2 separate regions of the Hordeum vulgare genome follow, and region 2 is linked to region 1. A link is a contact called in public Hi-C data. All regions are on one chromosome and are shown on one strand. The core of a region is the stretch at or near the end of the contact, and the rest is flanking DNA. Distances in the headings are between cores, read along the strand shown. Region 1 holds the start of LOC123395727. Region 2 holds the start of LOC123397948.

Region 1 (6,751 bases), core at 2,374-4,873:
CGGCGACGCGAAATTGTTGCGTCTCAACTCTCAAGTCACGCTGCGGTCTACAGCTCCATTGGCGGGCTATAGGGTGCCGTACCAGTCGATGATGATGGGCTGGTTGTGGTCGACGGAGGAGGCGAGCGCGGCGTCGAGGGCCTCCATGCTGTGTATCTCGCCCATCTCCACCGGCACCGATGCGTCCTAGAAGTAGGCCGCCTCCGCCCTCACCCCTCTTCCTCGACGCCGGCATATCCCTCCTCCTCCATCCCGTTCTCCGCTGCGTCCCCGAACTCCGCGGCGGCCGGTGCGGCCGCTTGCTCCTCCGCCGCTTCTTCCATCGGTGGAAGGAAGGTACCGGCGTGGCATGGTGGCGGAGATCGCCGCGATGGGGGGAGGGGTCGCGAAGCGGCGGCGGGGGGGAGGGGGGAGGGGTCGCGAAGCGGCGACGGGGGGGAGGGGGGGAGGGGTCGCGGCGCGATGGGGGAAGGGGTCGCGGCGAGACGTGGAGCGGGGGGGGGGGGGGTCGCGGCTAGACGTGGAGCGGGGGATGGATTAGCGCTAACGAAAACGTCAGTTTCGTTAACAATGTATTTAGACCCTTGATTAAGTAATTAGACAGATGAGATTGTGTTTTGGATCTGCCCTCTCGTGCTTTTATTAGTAGAGATTAGAAAAACGTCACTTCACTTGCAATCGTGCGGTGGTCGATGCGTTTAACCGACCCATTGCATCCCAAACTGTCCGTTCATTCGAACTTGAAATTTAACACACAAAAATTCAAATAAACATTACAAATGATGTAAAAAAATATAAATATTAAAAATCCAAGTTCACAACATTAATATAAAAAAAAACTAGATAAGGCCCGTCGCCACCACGGGTGCCGTCGTCTTCCGTAGCCGTTGTCCTACTTGTCGCCGTTGAGGTCGACGTATGAGGTGGCTTCTAGAAGTAGGTTGGTGGCCCTTGCCAGATCGAAGACGTGTTTTGTGGCGGTGGCACGTGGACAACCTCTACCCCGTGGCGGGGAGGGTGACCACGGGCCGGTGTCCACCTTAGACATGCACGACACGTCTCCGGTCATGACCAGGACTCCCCGGTCAATGTCGGGTTCCAACCCGTCGGCACCTCCTCCGTCGGCGCCTCCAAACAAACGTCCTTCATGGCCTCCTTCTTGATGTAGGCGTCCAGTTCTAGGAAGGCGACATCGTTGACCGCTGGCAGGGCCATCATCTCGTCGAGGCCCTACCATTGGCGCTCGTCGTGGGCGTGGAGGGAGTCCTCCATCACCTGCCTCATGAGCTCCTCCTCCTCGGTTTGTCATTGGCTCGGGTGGTGGCGGGGACGGAGACGACGACGGCGTAGGAGTCAGGTCGCGAACCAGCCTACGCCCATGTGGCTGGACGGGCTCGGAGCGCGCCCGCGACGGGCTTGGAGGACGACCGAAAAAGAAAGATTGCGAGTGGATGCCGTGCTCATCGTGGAGCCATGTATCCCAAAGCAGGGAGTCGATGGTGTACCTTCAGTCGTCGATGAGGTCCGACTGCAGGTGGGAGCGGTGCCGATCGATCTCCTCATGGTTGGCGCAATCTCTCATCGGGATCGAGGAAACGGGCATCCGATGTGTGGAGAGGTGCCACTTATTGGGGAGGTGCACGTCACTCCACGGCAACGGTGTGCACGTATCCCAATATCTCTTGCAGACCTCCGTCTTAATGTACGGTCTCATCCAATGTGCGGTCTCGTCCATCGAGATATGGAATGCAGACGATGGATGTGGAGGTGGAGGTGGGTAGTGGAGAGGCGACGGCTGCCGGACGACAAAACCGTCCTTGTGGTCGTGCCTCGTCTTGCGGACGGGGAAATAACGGCCAACCATTGTTGCTGACGTGGATGTGGAGGAGAGCGAGCTAGGGTTTGCTTGTCGAGGCTCGAAGAGGTACGCGTCGTTGAGAGTTGAAGTGTGGACTCCTGCCTGTCCATGATTTCCACATTAGAAAGGACGACCGCTCGGTCGGGGTGGCTGCCAGGCGGGTCCGGTCGCACCTGCGTCATAAATGTAAACGGTGAGAGGTTGACACGCGGGCCCGAGGTGGACATGGAACGAGCGTGTGCACATCCGTTTGACGTCCGTGTGTACGCAAAACGAGCGCATGTTTGCATAGGAAATGGAGCAGGTCGAGCGCTAAACGGATATAAAATGTGAATACCATCGTGTGTTGGGTTGTGCCTTCTGTTTTTTTGGCCTAAACGGACAAACACAGACATGATAAGTCGTGCGCTGGAGTTGCCCTTAGGGCATCTACAAGACCCATAATACTCCCCTCGAACGCCCGGTCAGGCCATCTAGTCACGAAATTTCGACCCAACTCGGCCTTTCAAACCGGCATCAAATGTCTTGGCTCACCGGCATCCCTCATATCTAGCCCAAATATGGAGCGGATATGGGGGAGCCCGGGCATGCCCGCCTGTCCCGCAGTGGCTCGTGTTGACCCCACATATATTCATTCCTATTCGCTCGCCGAACCAAACCCTAACTACTTTACTTCACTCCCTTTCACTCCCATCCGTCACCCAAGCTCGCCTCCGACGATCTCCGTCCTTCTCCGACATAGCGGGCAGCTGATCCCAGTCTTTCATCTCCAGCTCTGTTGACCACGAGTTCATCTCACGCGGTCCCGAGGAGGAGATGGTCGTTCGACTTGCTCTCCTTTGTTCCCGGGAGGTGGCCACCCTCCGGCAGCAGTCCAACGCGTAGCGTCGAGAATCCATTACGTTGGCACAACGGGTGCCTGAATCAGACATCATTTGCCTCATCGGAGGCAGTGTGGTCTGTCTGGCGTCCGAACGTTGTGGTAGACGCGCAACCCCTTCATTGGCGCGTCATGGACGCACCTTGGGCGTCCTCGAACACTAACATGGTGCGGCATGCCCTCCGTGCGAGGCAGTGGGCGCGGGAGGCGGCGGAGGCTCTCACAACGATGGACTTTGTAGAGGTGGAGTTACACTCTCCACCGCCCCGTATAATGCATGGGTGCGGACGTCGCAACCGCGTTGTGGTCGACATTGTCTCCTCCCAAGAAGGATCCGTCGTCAACTTGGCGTCCATCGACACCGTCCGGGTCACGGGCTCCGACGAGGAATAGTAGGACATGAGAGACGACGAGAGCTCGACTCCCGTGAGCTGTCTAGTGCCCCGTGTCCTACTCTACCTCGCGGACGACCGGACCGACACTACGAGAGACGCAGCCGATCGTCGTACATGGACACGACGAAGCTGAACGAGCTCCGTTTGTATTACATTTACGTTGCATGTAATAATATAAATTTGAGTTTTATAATTTAATGTGTACGATTATAGAGTGTATTATTTAAAGCATGATCGGTTACTGTCCATGGAGAGGTCAGATTCGTGAAATCCGACTGTATATGCTCTTGCGAGTCCACCACTACTACTGTGGAGCGTGCGTACTCTGCTCCGAAAGCAAATTTCGTCCGGAAACAGCGGAAGATCGGTCGATGCTCCGAGCCAAACACACCGATGATCGTTCGTGCGCAGCGCAGGAGGAGAAAGGCCGTGCCGCACTGTAGCCTCCAATCTTTCCTTTCCTTTTCTTGCCCCCACCCCCCACCACCACCACCTGCCTTTGAAGTCGAGCCTTCCCATCAGCTCTCCGCCTCCTCCGATCCACACGTGGGGGTATATACTACGTGTATATACGATACCACCACCACCACCACCACCACCTCGGCGACTTCGCTCCTGCCGGCCCGGCCATCTCCATCCACCGTCCGCCCCGCCCCGCTCCGGCCGGCCACCTCGCCGCCGCCGCCCGTCCCCTCCTTGTGATGCTTCGGTACCCGTCTCTCTCTCTCTCTCTCTCTCTTTTCGCGAGGATTGTTTTTCTTGTTTGGTGTTCTTGGCGGGGGAGGAGGCGGCCTTGCTGGTCCTGGATCGACCTCGAAATCCACCCCTCTTGCTTCTGCTTATTTGGTGTTCTTTTCGCCGTCGCGATTGGTTTGTCGGCAGAGCACACACAGCTACGAGCGGTTCTTCTGCTTATCCACCAATGCCGCGGCTGTGCTGTCGATTTCTGCTTGGATTCAGCCTGGGTTGCTTCCACGCAGACCATCTCTTGTTTCCCTCTGCTGCTAATAAGTAGCTAGGAGCAGGGCCACTCCCTTTTGATCGAGCTGCTGCCTGGCCCTGCCTTCAGAAAAAAAAAATGCCCCTGCATTTGATTAATTTGTTTGCTCTGATTCATCCGGGCTCTTTCCTCTGTGCTGTCATTTGATTTGCGGGATTAGTCTGCGCAGACGTGAATCCAACTCCTTCAGGTTCTTGCTGGCGACTACTATTTGATTTCCTCTCCTCTCCTTTCCTCTCTGAAAGAACAGAAGTTCTTGGCTAAGTAGTAAGATCCAGTTCTGTTGCTAGTTTCAATCCGACTATTTTAATCCCCACTCCACTCTGGGTTTCTGTGTTCGTCGCCTCTTAAAAAAGCCTAAAAAAAATCCTTCGTTAGTGGCCATGGAGTCAACTTGTCGAGCTGAGATGTTCAACCAGCAATAAAGCTCGGCAGAATCTTCACACTTGTTTATTGTTTTACCTGGAGCTCCCAGTTGTTTCCAGTACAGCCATTTCCTGTCTAGTTCTTATTTAGTATAGCATTTCCCCTTGATTCAGATCAATTCTAATTATATAGCTGCGATGATGCGCAGACCAACTGTTGATTTGCGGTTTTATTATGAGCATACATGTCTTTCCACATTTGAACGGTCAGTAAATGGATTTGTGCGCAGGCTGTCACAAGGAGGCGGAGTGCTGCGCTGGTGATTACTAGTAGTAGGCATCGCATCTCCGGCCTCATTTGCCCTGTTCATCACCAGGTATTTCTAGTTCCATCCATGTATGTAATGTAGCCGTTCAAGAAATTTGCTAGTGCTATTTTGATTGATCTCTCTGCCTTCTACTGTCACAGTAAGAATTTCATGGTTTCATTGTCTGCTTTTGTTCCTGCATCTTGTTCTAAGATCAGTGCATGCCCCCTCGTTGCAAGTTCCTATGTAGTACCGTATTAAGTTCTGAATTAAGCACCCTCAAGATCGTCAGTAGGAGGGGGGACCTGTTTTTTTTTATCCGTTTTACTTTTACTGCATCATTGAAGATTTGAAGAACCATAAAATGGATGTATTTTGGCATCTTCTTTCTTTTTATCAAATTTGTACGTAAGTTTTTTTCATATAGCTGCATGAATTAGGCGACCAACTTTCAGATGCACTACAAGTAATCTAGGGTAGGCACACAAGTAATCTCCACACTGTGAAGGACAAGCTAGCTGATCTCTCTTGAGCCTTTTTCTTGTGCAGCTTCTTGGAAGTCTACATTTGTTGAGACTCTGAAGAATAAATCCTCTCACAACTACTACCATGGGTGCCTGTGTGTCCTCAAGCAGAAGGCGGAAGCCGCAGAGATTGCGCTTCATATATCGTCGCGGAAAGGTTTTGAGAAATACGCCTATGATACGCCCCAGTGATGTGGGGAACTGTGCTGCTTCTGGAGAAGTTGTCCATGTGGAGACTTCGGCGGCCACTCGCAGGAAATCTGATGGCTCGAATGTAACATTCCACCTCACACAGCTGCAGTGGCATCATAGCGAGCTAGAATCAGAAAATGGAAGCGGTAATCGGAATTTTCATGTTAACTTCATACATTTTAGGATCCAATGTCTTTACATTTCACATTTAGGATCAAAAGTCCTTATATTTTGCCCTATTGGTCCAGTGGTATGTCAGGAAGAAGCATGGTTCGATTCTGTCAGTATTTTGGGTTCTGATTCTGATGAAGATTTCAGCAGTGTCAACGGAGGTGTATTGTCTTTTCTCTGGACAGATTTCATTCGCACTAGGCACATGCATTGGTCACATATTTTTATTTATGCACAATATTTTCTTGCAGACTTTCCTGCCATGTCGAGCGCAGGAAGGACGCACTTAGTGCAGTGCGAAGATGCTTCATGTATTGCTGATTGCTTCCAGAAGTTCGAGAAGTTTTTTGACAGTTCATGTGTTGCTCAAGCTGTTGGGCAGTACCTAACAAGAGATGCAAACTGTATGGATAAATCAAGCCAATCTGGTGTTCAGGAAGCAGAGAGGCTTAAAATTGTAAGCTCGGAAACATCTGATGTCTCTGGTGCAAAGGTGCAGGAAGCAAAGACGAGAACTGAGGGCGTAAAAGTGCTGACAAAACTTCGACGAAGCGACGAGGCATGCAATAATTTGAAGTCTTTCAAAGATGGAGAAAAATCTCATGAAAGTATCTTCAAAAGTTTGACACCAGTGTGCACGCCTCGTCATGCAAATAAGGTTCAGCCTTTGGGAGTGGCGAGCCCACGGGGCCAAAAGAAGAAGTCAGGAGTTGTCAGGCTCTCTTTCACGAGGACATCTTTTGATGGGGAGCAAACTACTGAAATATGTGAGTTTTCCTCTGATGTGTTTTACCATTTTTTTTACATTAGAGGTAGTTTTCAGAAACATGGTTGATGTTGAATCTGTATCCACAGGCTCTAGGAGGTACTTGATTCGTCCAAGAGCCGGCCTATTGATTCCTCAAGCCAGCGAGAAAATATCAGAAGGTTGTTGGTCCACTCTTGAGCCTTCGACCTTCAAGCTACGCGGAGAAAACTTTTTCAGGTAAGAGTTGGTGCACCCTTTGCTTGTCTTTTGTAAAAATCTAGTGCATGAACTTGGTTTTAATTTGTATAAC
Region 2 (6,623 bases), core at 4,017-6,516, 340 kb before region 1:
AGCATGGCAAAGTAGTAGCAACATCAATCTCAGAACATAGTGGATACTAGGGATCAATCCCCGTCAAAACTAACTCGATTACATGATAGATCTCATCCTACTCATCACTGCCCAGCGAGCCTACGAATATATTACTCAAGAACGATGAAGAGCTTGATGGAATTGGAGAGGGAAGAAGGTTGATGATGACGATGGCGACGATTTCCCCTCTCCGGAGCCCAAAACGGACTCCAGATCTGCCCTCCAGATGAAGAACAGGATGTGGCGGTGCCTCCGTATCGCAAACGCGACGAAATCTTCTCTCTTTATTTTTTCTGGGACGAAAGTGAATTTATAGAGCTGAGTTTGGGGGCGGCAGAGCCACGTGGGCCCCACAAGCTTGCTAGCCGCCACCAGGGGGTGGCGGCTACAGGGCTTGTGGCCCACTGGCCCATCCCCTCCGGTGGATCTTTGTGCGGGTATTTTTCATATTTTCCAGAAATATTCTCCGTAAATTTTCAGGACGTTCCGAGAACTTTCATTTCTGCACAAAAACAACACCAAGGCAATTCTGCTGAAAACAACGTCAGTCCAGGTTAGTTCCATTCAAATCATGCAAATTAGAGTCCAAAACAAGGGCAAAAGAGTTTGGAAAAGTAGATACGATGGAGACGTATCAGGGTGCCACCCCTAGGGTTCCCACCCTAGGTGGTGTGGCAGCCCCCCCAGATGGGAGGTGCGCACCCCTAGGGCAGGGAGAGTGGGTGAAGCACCCCTAGGTGGGCCTTAGGCCCACCAGCGCATGGGGTTTCCCCCCCTCTCCACCTCCTGCGCCTTGGGCCCCTTTGTGGGAGGCGCACCAGCCCACTTTGGGCTGGTAGCCCTCCACCTTTTGGCCCATGCTACCTCTTGGGGCTGGTGGCCCCTCCCGGTGGACCCCGGGACCATTTCCGGTGGTCCCGGTGGTCTCGGTACGCTACCGGTGACGCCCGAAACATTTCCGGTGTCCAAAACCATCCATCCTATATATCAATCTTTACCTCCGGAGCTCCTCGTGACATCCGGGATCTCATCCAGGACTCCGAACAACTTTCGGTAACCTCGTATAACAATTCCCTATAACCCTAGCGTCATCGAACCTTAAGTGTGTAGACCCTACGGGTTCGGGAAACAGGCAGACATGATCGAGACACCTCTCCAACCAATAACCATCAGCGGGGTCTGGATACCCATGGTGGCTCCCACTTGTTCCACGATGATCTCATCGGATGAACCACGATGTCAAGGATTCAATCAATCCCGTATACAATTCCCTTTGTCTGTCGGTATAAAACTTGCTCGAGATTTGATCGTCGGTATACCTATACCTTGTTCAATCTCGTTACCGGTAAGTCTCTTTACTCGTTCTGTAGCACGTCATCCTGTGACTAACTCCTTAGTCACATTGAGCTCATGATGATGTTCTACCGAGTGGGCCCAGAGATACATTTCCGTCATACGGAGTGACAAATCCCAATCTCGATTCGTACTAACCCGACAAACACTTTCGGAGGTACCCGTAGTGCACCTTTATAGTCACCCAATTACGTTGTGACATTTGATACACCCAAAGCACTCCTACGGTGTCCGGGAGTTGCACAATCTCACGGTCGAAGGAAAGACACCTGACATTAGAAAAGCTTTAGCATACGAACAATACGATCTAGTGCTATGCTTAGGATTGGGTCTTGTCCATCACATCATTCTCCCAATGATGTGATCCCGTTATCAGTGACATCTAATGCCCATGATCAGGAAACCATGATCATCTATTGATTAATGAGCTAGCCAACTAGAGGCTTGCTAGGGACACATTGTGATCTATTTATTCACACATGTATCACTGTTTCCTGTTAATACAATTATAGCATGAACAATAGACGATTATCATGAACAAGGAAATATGATAATAACCATTTTATTATTGCCTCTAGGGCATATTTCCAACATCCCCAGCATCATCAAGTCTTGCACCATGTCTTCGATCCCGTTACCATGCTCATCGGTGCAACGACGAACCACCTCAACTCTGGTACGTTGGGCAGACTCACCATGAAATGTCCACACCATATAATCACGCGTAAAACCCCTCTTTTTCAGGTGTTTACCCATTTCATCATGTGCATCTGTGAAAAGTTGTCGCACCTATGACAGGGGCACCAGGTTTTTCTCTGGCCATTTGCAAATGCGGCTTTCACAAACCCCTTGGTTTTTGTTAATCATTCATTGGTCATGTCTTTATGACTAGTGTGACCGGTGTACATCCACACACGATCACTCATCTTGCCTAGCTACTAAAGACACAAGAAACACACACACACACACACACACACACATATATATATATATATAATTCAACATATATATTTATCAGTTAATCAAGTTTGTTAATTTTATTACGTTAATGCAACCTGCATGCTAATAGGTAAATAAAGGTCCTAATCCCACCTGAGTATGTGTAGATTGGATTCGTTTTTCCATCCTCTGCTCCGGATCCGACGCAAAATTTTGGCAGCACCTCCCCGCTGTTCTCCTGATACACGTCTCGGTATTAAACACACAGGATGTGTACCCGGAGAACAACAGGGAGGCTCTGACAAAATTCTGCATCGGATCCGGAGCAGAGCATGGGAAAACAAACTCAGTCTACACATACTCAGGCTGTCCATGGATAACATTGGACAATTCGAAAGAATCACGGTTATAAATATGCAAAATGCATGCATATTTATAACTATAACCCTTTCAAACAGGAGACACATACTGGTCATGCATATTGATGATTGAATCTACCTATAGCTAGCAAGTATCATCGGCACGAAAACTGGAACAAAGAAAATGAAGAGGGGAGGAGGAGATGTCATTTGTGCTCACCCATGGAGGCACTTGAGCTCGTCGAACGCACGAGGAGGTCGTCGAACACCAGACCCTCACAACAACAAAACAAATGCACATTTAAATCCACTCGATCAACACGAATATTCAATCCCGATAAAAGAATCTCTCTATATATAACTATTTTCCAGTTCTATTTTATTCTTCTTCTCCTCTATTTCTTCTTCTTCTTCTTCCTTTTCTTCTCTTCTTCTTCTTCTTCTTCTTCTTCTTCTTCTTCTTCTTCTTCTTCTTCTTCTTCTTCTTTTCTTCTCATCCTTTTCTTCTTTCTTTCTCCTCTTATTCTGTTTTCCTCTTCTTCTCCTCTTTTCCTCTTCTTCTTCTTCTTCTTCTTCTTCTTCTTCTTCTTCTTTTTCTTCTTCTTTTCCTTTTTCCTCTTCTTCTTCTTCTTCTTCTTCTTCTTCTTCTTCTTCTTCTTCTTCTTCTTCTTCTTCTTCTTCTTCTTCTTCTTCTTCTTCTTCTTTTCTTCTCCTCCTCCTCCTCCTCCTCTTCTTCTTCTTCCTTCTTTTCCTTTTTCCTCTTCTTTTACTTATTCTTCTTTTCTTCTTCTTCTTCTAATTATGACTAACCTAGCACTAACCTAATTAGTTCTTTTCTAACCTAACCTAGCACTAACCTAATTAACAGTATCAATTAAAGGAAAAAACAAAGAACAAAAAAATCTCACCGGAGGGGGCGGCTGGGCGGCGGGGTGATGGGGCGTGAGGCAGGAGAAGGAGGCGGCGACATTGGCGACGGGCAGAAGGAGGCGGCAGCGACGGCGAGCAGCAGCACGAGGAGGAGGCAGCGGGTGGGGGGGGGGGGTTGGGCAGGCGGAGGAGAAGGTGGCGACGACGTCTATGTGAGGCAGGAACAGGAGGAGGCAGGAAGAGGATGCGGGTTCAGGCGCTCGTTCCTCGTGATTTTTTAATTAAAATCTAAACCTTTTAATTTGCATTTGAGGTATGTTTTGTGTATATGTTTTTAAATAAAAAATTGGTTCAGTGACATCGACGATGATTGTATATATAAGCATGAAAATAGGTATTGATTCTCTAGTCACATGAATAATTTTGGCCATAAGTTGCACGAGGGATAAAATCATCTTTTTAGGTGTTACTTAACATAGTTGCCTAGTTGGTAGTAAAAATGAATGAAAGTGTCATAGAGGGAACAAAAGTTATATTTAAATACTAGCAAAAGGGCCCGTGCGTTGCAACGGGAGAAAAATAATTATAATCTTCAAGGATGTTGATCATATTACGTCCTTAAAATTTTAGGACATTTCTTGAAATGCATGAACATTTTTTGAATTAGCAAACAATTTTTTCAATTGCACTCAAAAAATAATACACAAACTTTTTTCTCAAAATCATGGACTTTTATTCTTTTCACCAACATTGTTCTCAAAATTATGAACATTTTTCTGAATATGGGAATACTTTTACAAATATCCCGAGCATTTTTTGAATTCAAAAATATTTTATGTTTTCTTCGAAATTCTATTTCAAAATTCTCAGTTTTATAAGTTGCAAAAGTTTTTCAAAAGTCGATATTATTAAAATTTTAAAAAAATGGAACAGAAAATTAAAATTAAAAAATGAGACTAAAAACAGAGGCACGAACTGTTTTAAAGATTTTTACACGGACTTTTGTTTAAAATTATTGACTTTTTTCATTTTACAGACATTTTCTAAAAATTTAAACATTTTTTTGTATATGCAAACATTTTTCAAAACTCCTGAGTAGTTTTTGAATTCTCAAAAAAATTATGTTTTTTAATATTTTATTTCAAAATTCTCAGTTTCTTAAATTTAAGAAAAGTTATTTGAAGTTCTAAGTTATTTAAAGTATAAAAAATGGAACTGAAAAGTAAAATAAAAAAGTAAAGTAAAAGAACAGGCTGGCACGCATGGGCCGGTCCAAATAGGTGTGCTGCATCTTTTTCCTATGCTCAGAGCGTAATATAGGAGGTGCCTACATGGGCCGGCCCAGTCCGAAGATTTTCCTGTTTGGAACGTTTTCTATGACTTATAAGTGACAATTGTGGGTAATTTTCATCAACTTTATGGATAGTGTTAATGACGGACGACAGAAGCACTAATTGCTTTATTAGTAGGTAAAGAAGAAAAAAAAAAATTGGTGTCAAACAGGGAAACAAAATTTAAGACAGTGCTAAATAAGTAATTCTCTCAACTATCTTTTGGGCTGCAAACCCAGGCTCAAACCCATCCATGGAGACAAACCTGACCAGGCCCGGCCCTTTTTTGCGCCGGGCTGCCCAGGCCTAGTTCTTGCTGGTTTCCTACTCTACATCCTTGTCAATACTCCCGCGAAAGGTAAAATGTCACCAACCCCTTCTCCCACCATCAGGAAAGAGTTGCTCGTCATTTCAAAAAAAGAAAAGAAAAAAAAAGGAAAGAGTAGCTCGTCTCAAAGAGAGAGAGAGAGAGAGAGAGAGAGGAAAGAGTAGCTCGACCAAACATCCCAATCCATGGCGACGGCGTGTTCTCTCCTTCACCGGTGTCTGCTCCCGCTCCACCTGGCCCTCCTCGCTTTCCTGCTTGCGGCGGCCCCTACAGCCGAAGCGTGGACGGGGGAGATCCGCGGCCGCGTCGTCTGCGACGTCTGCGCCGACTCTGCCATCGGGCCCGAGGACCACGCCCTCGAAGGTCAGCCCAGTGAGCCTGTCTCCTCCTTCGAACCTATCTAAGTTGCTGTCGCCGCCCTCTGTGCTCTCGTGGCCACGGAGCTACATTTCGAGCCATCGCTTCCGCGGATCTCGGTTCAGCTGTTTTGGATCTCGAATTTAGTTCTCGGTTTACCTGGTCTGTCTGGGTTGACACGTTGAGCAGAGTGGCGAGTTTCGCCCTAGTGGAAATTCGTGGGCCGTGGAGAATGCTTTTGGTATCATTCCATGGGAAATTCTGGTGGGATATCTGTTAGGCTACTGGTCATATGATGTTTGGCTACTGGTCATCTGTTGTTGAGATGAAAATCGGACATAGATAATTGGAGGATCTTGTGTTAGCTAGTGAGGAACATACATGGACGCACATCATACAGAAGTTGGGATTTGGTGAGGTGAGGCAAACACAATGAGCCGTTATCTGTATCTCACTCTAAGGTTGTTCAGTTTCTAGCAAAAAGACATAAGAAGAAATAAGGAAAAGGGTTTGACTTCTATCCTACATGTTCTGGGAACGTATGAAAGTGCATAAACTGCTTTTCACTGCCATGGGAACAAATCAAATTACAGGGACGGCTTTAACTCAAAACATGTTCCAAAATTGAGGTTAACTTAACTATCAGGTAGATTTCTTGACTTCTGCATAAGAAAACTATTAAGGATGGCTAAATATGATGTACTGCCTTCAATACAACAGACCTTTACCGAGTAATTCTCTGGAGCTTATCATTGCATATGTATATACTTAGATGTTGTGTAAACTATAGCCTAAATTTCCCTCACGTATCCACTACATTATCTGTTCCACTATATCTCTCTGAAACTCCATGCGCAAAGGAAACTAAAGATATCAAATTCAAAATTATTTAGGTACCCAGGTGGGTCTGTACATTGGCTTGCAGAGAGTACGTAATGCATTTCCCAATGTAAGAAATAATAGTCATTGGCGTAGTGCATGTCCATGGAATAGCCGAATGCGTCTCTAAAGATAAATTTGAATCCACTTCTTTCCAGTATATATGTGAACTTTTCCTTTGGTTTT

Evidence for each region. Hi-C and Micro-C count contacts between places; a contact is called where the count stands out from the background.
Region 2: a Hi-C map of seedling shows a contact between it and region 1, with 3 times the contacts expected there. The contact joins the promoter of LOC123397948 here to the promoter of LOC123395727 in region 1. A contact is called at or near these places in 2 of 6 Hi-C or Micro-C datasets (leaf and seedling) and 1 of 1 datasets of contacts at active chromatin or transcription factors (embryo).

What each region holds. Positions count from the first base shown.
Region 1 is chr5H:81,084,625-81,091,375 of MorexV3_pseudomolecules_assembly, reverse strand. It overlaps LOC123395727, which reads left to right and starts at 3,623. Exons shown (of 11, transcript XM_045090754.1): 1 at 3,623-3,842; 2 at 4,789-4,875; 3 at 5,356-5,668; 4 at 5,771-5,854; 5 at 5,945-6,460; 6 at 6,549-6,678. The coding sequence starts at 5,416. It overlaps LOC123397959 (thioredoxin-like 3-1, chloroplastic), which reads right to left and starts at 327. Exons shown (of 4, transcript XM_045092468.1): 1 at 83-327. The coding sequence starts at 165.
Region 2 is chr5H:81,428,343-81,434,965 of MorexV3_pseudomolecules_assembly, reverse strand. It overlaps LOC123397948, which reads left to right and starts at 5,266. Exons shown (of 2, transcript XM_045092458.1): 1 at 5,266-5,564. The coding sequence starts at 5,387.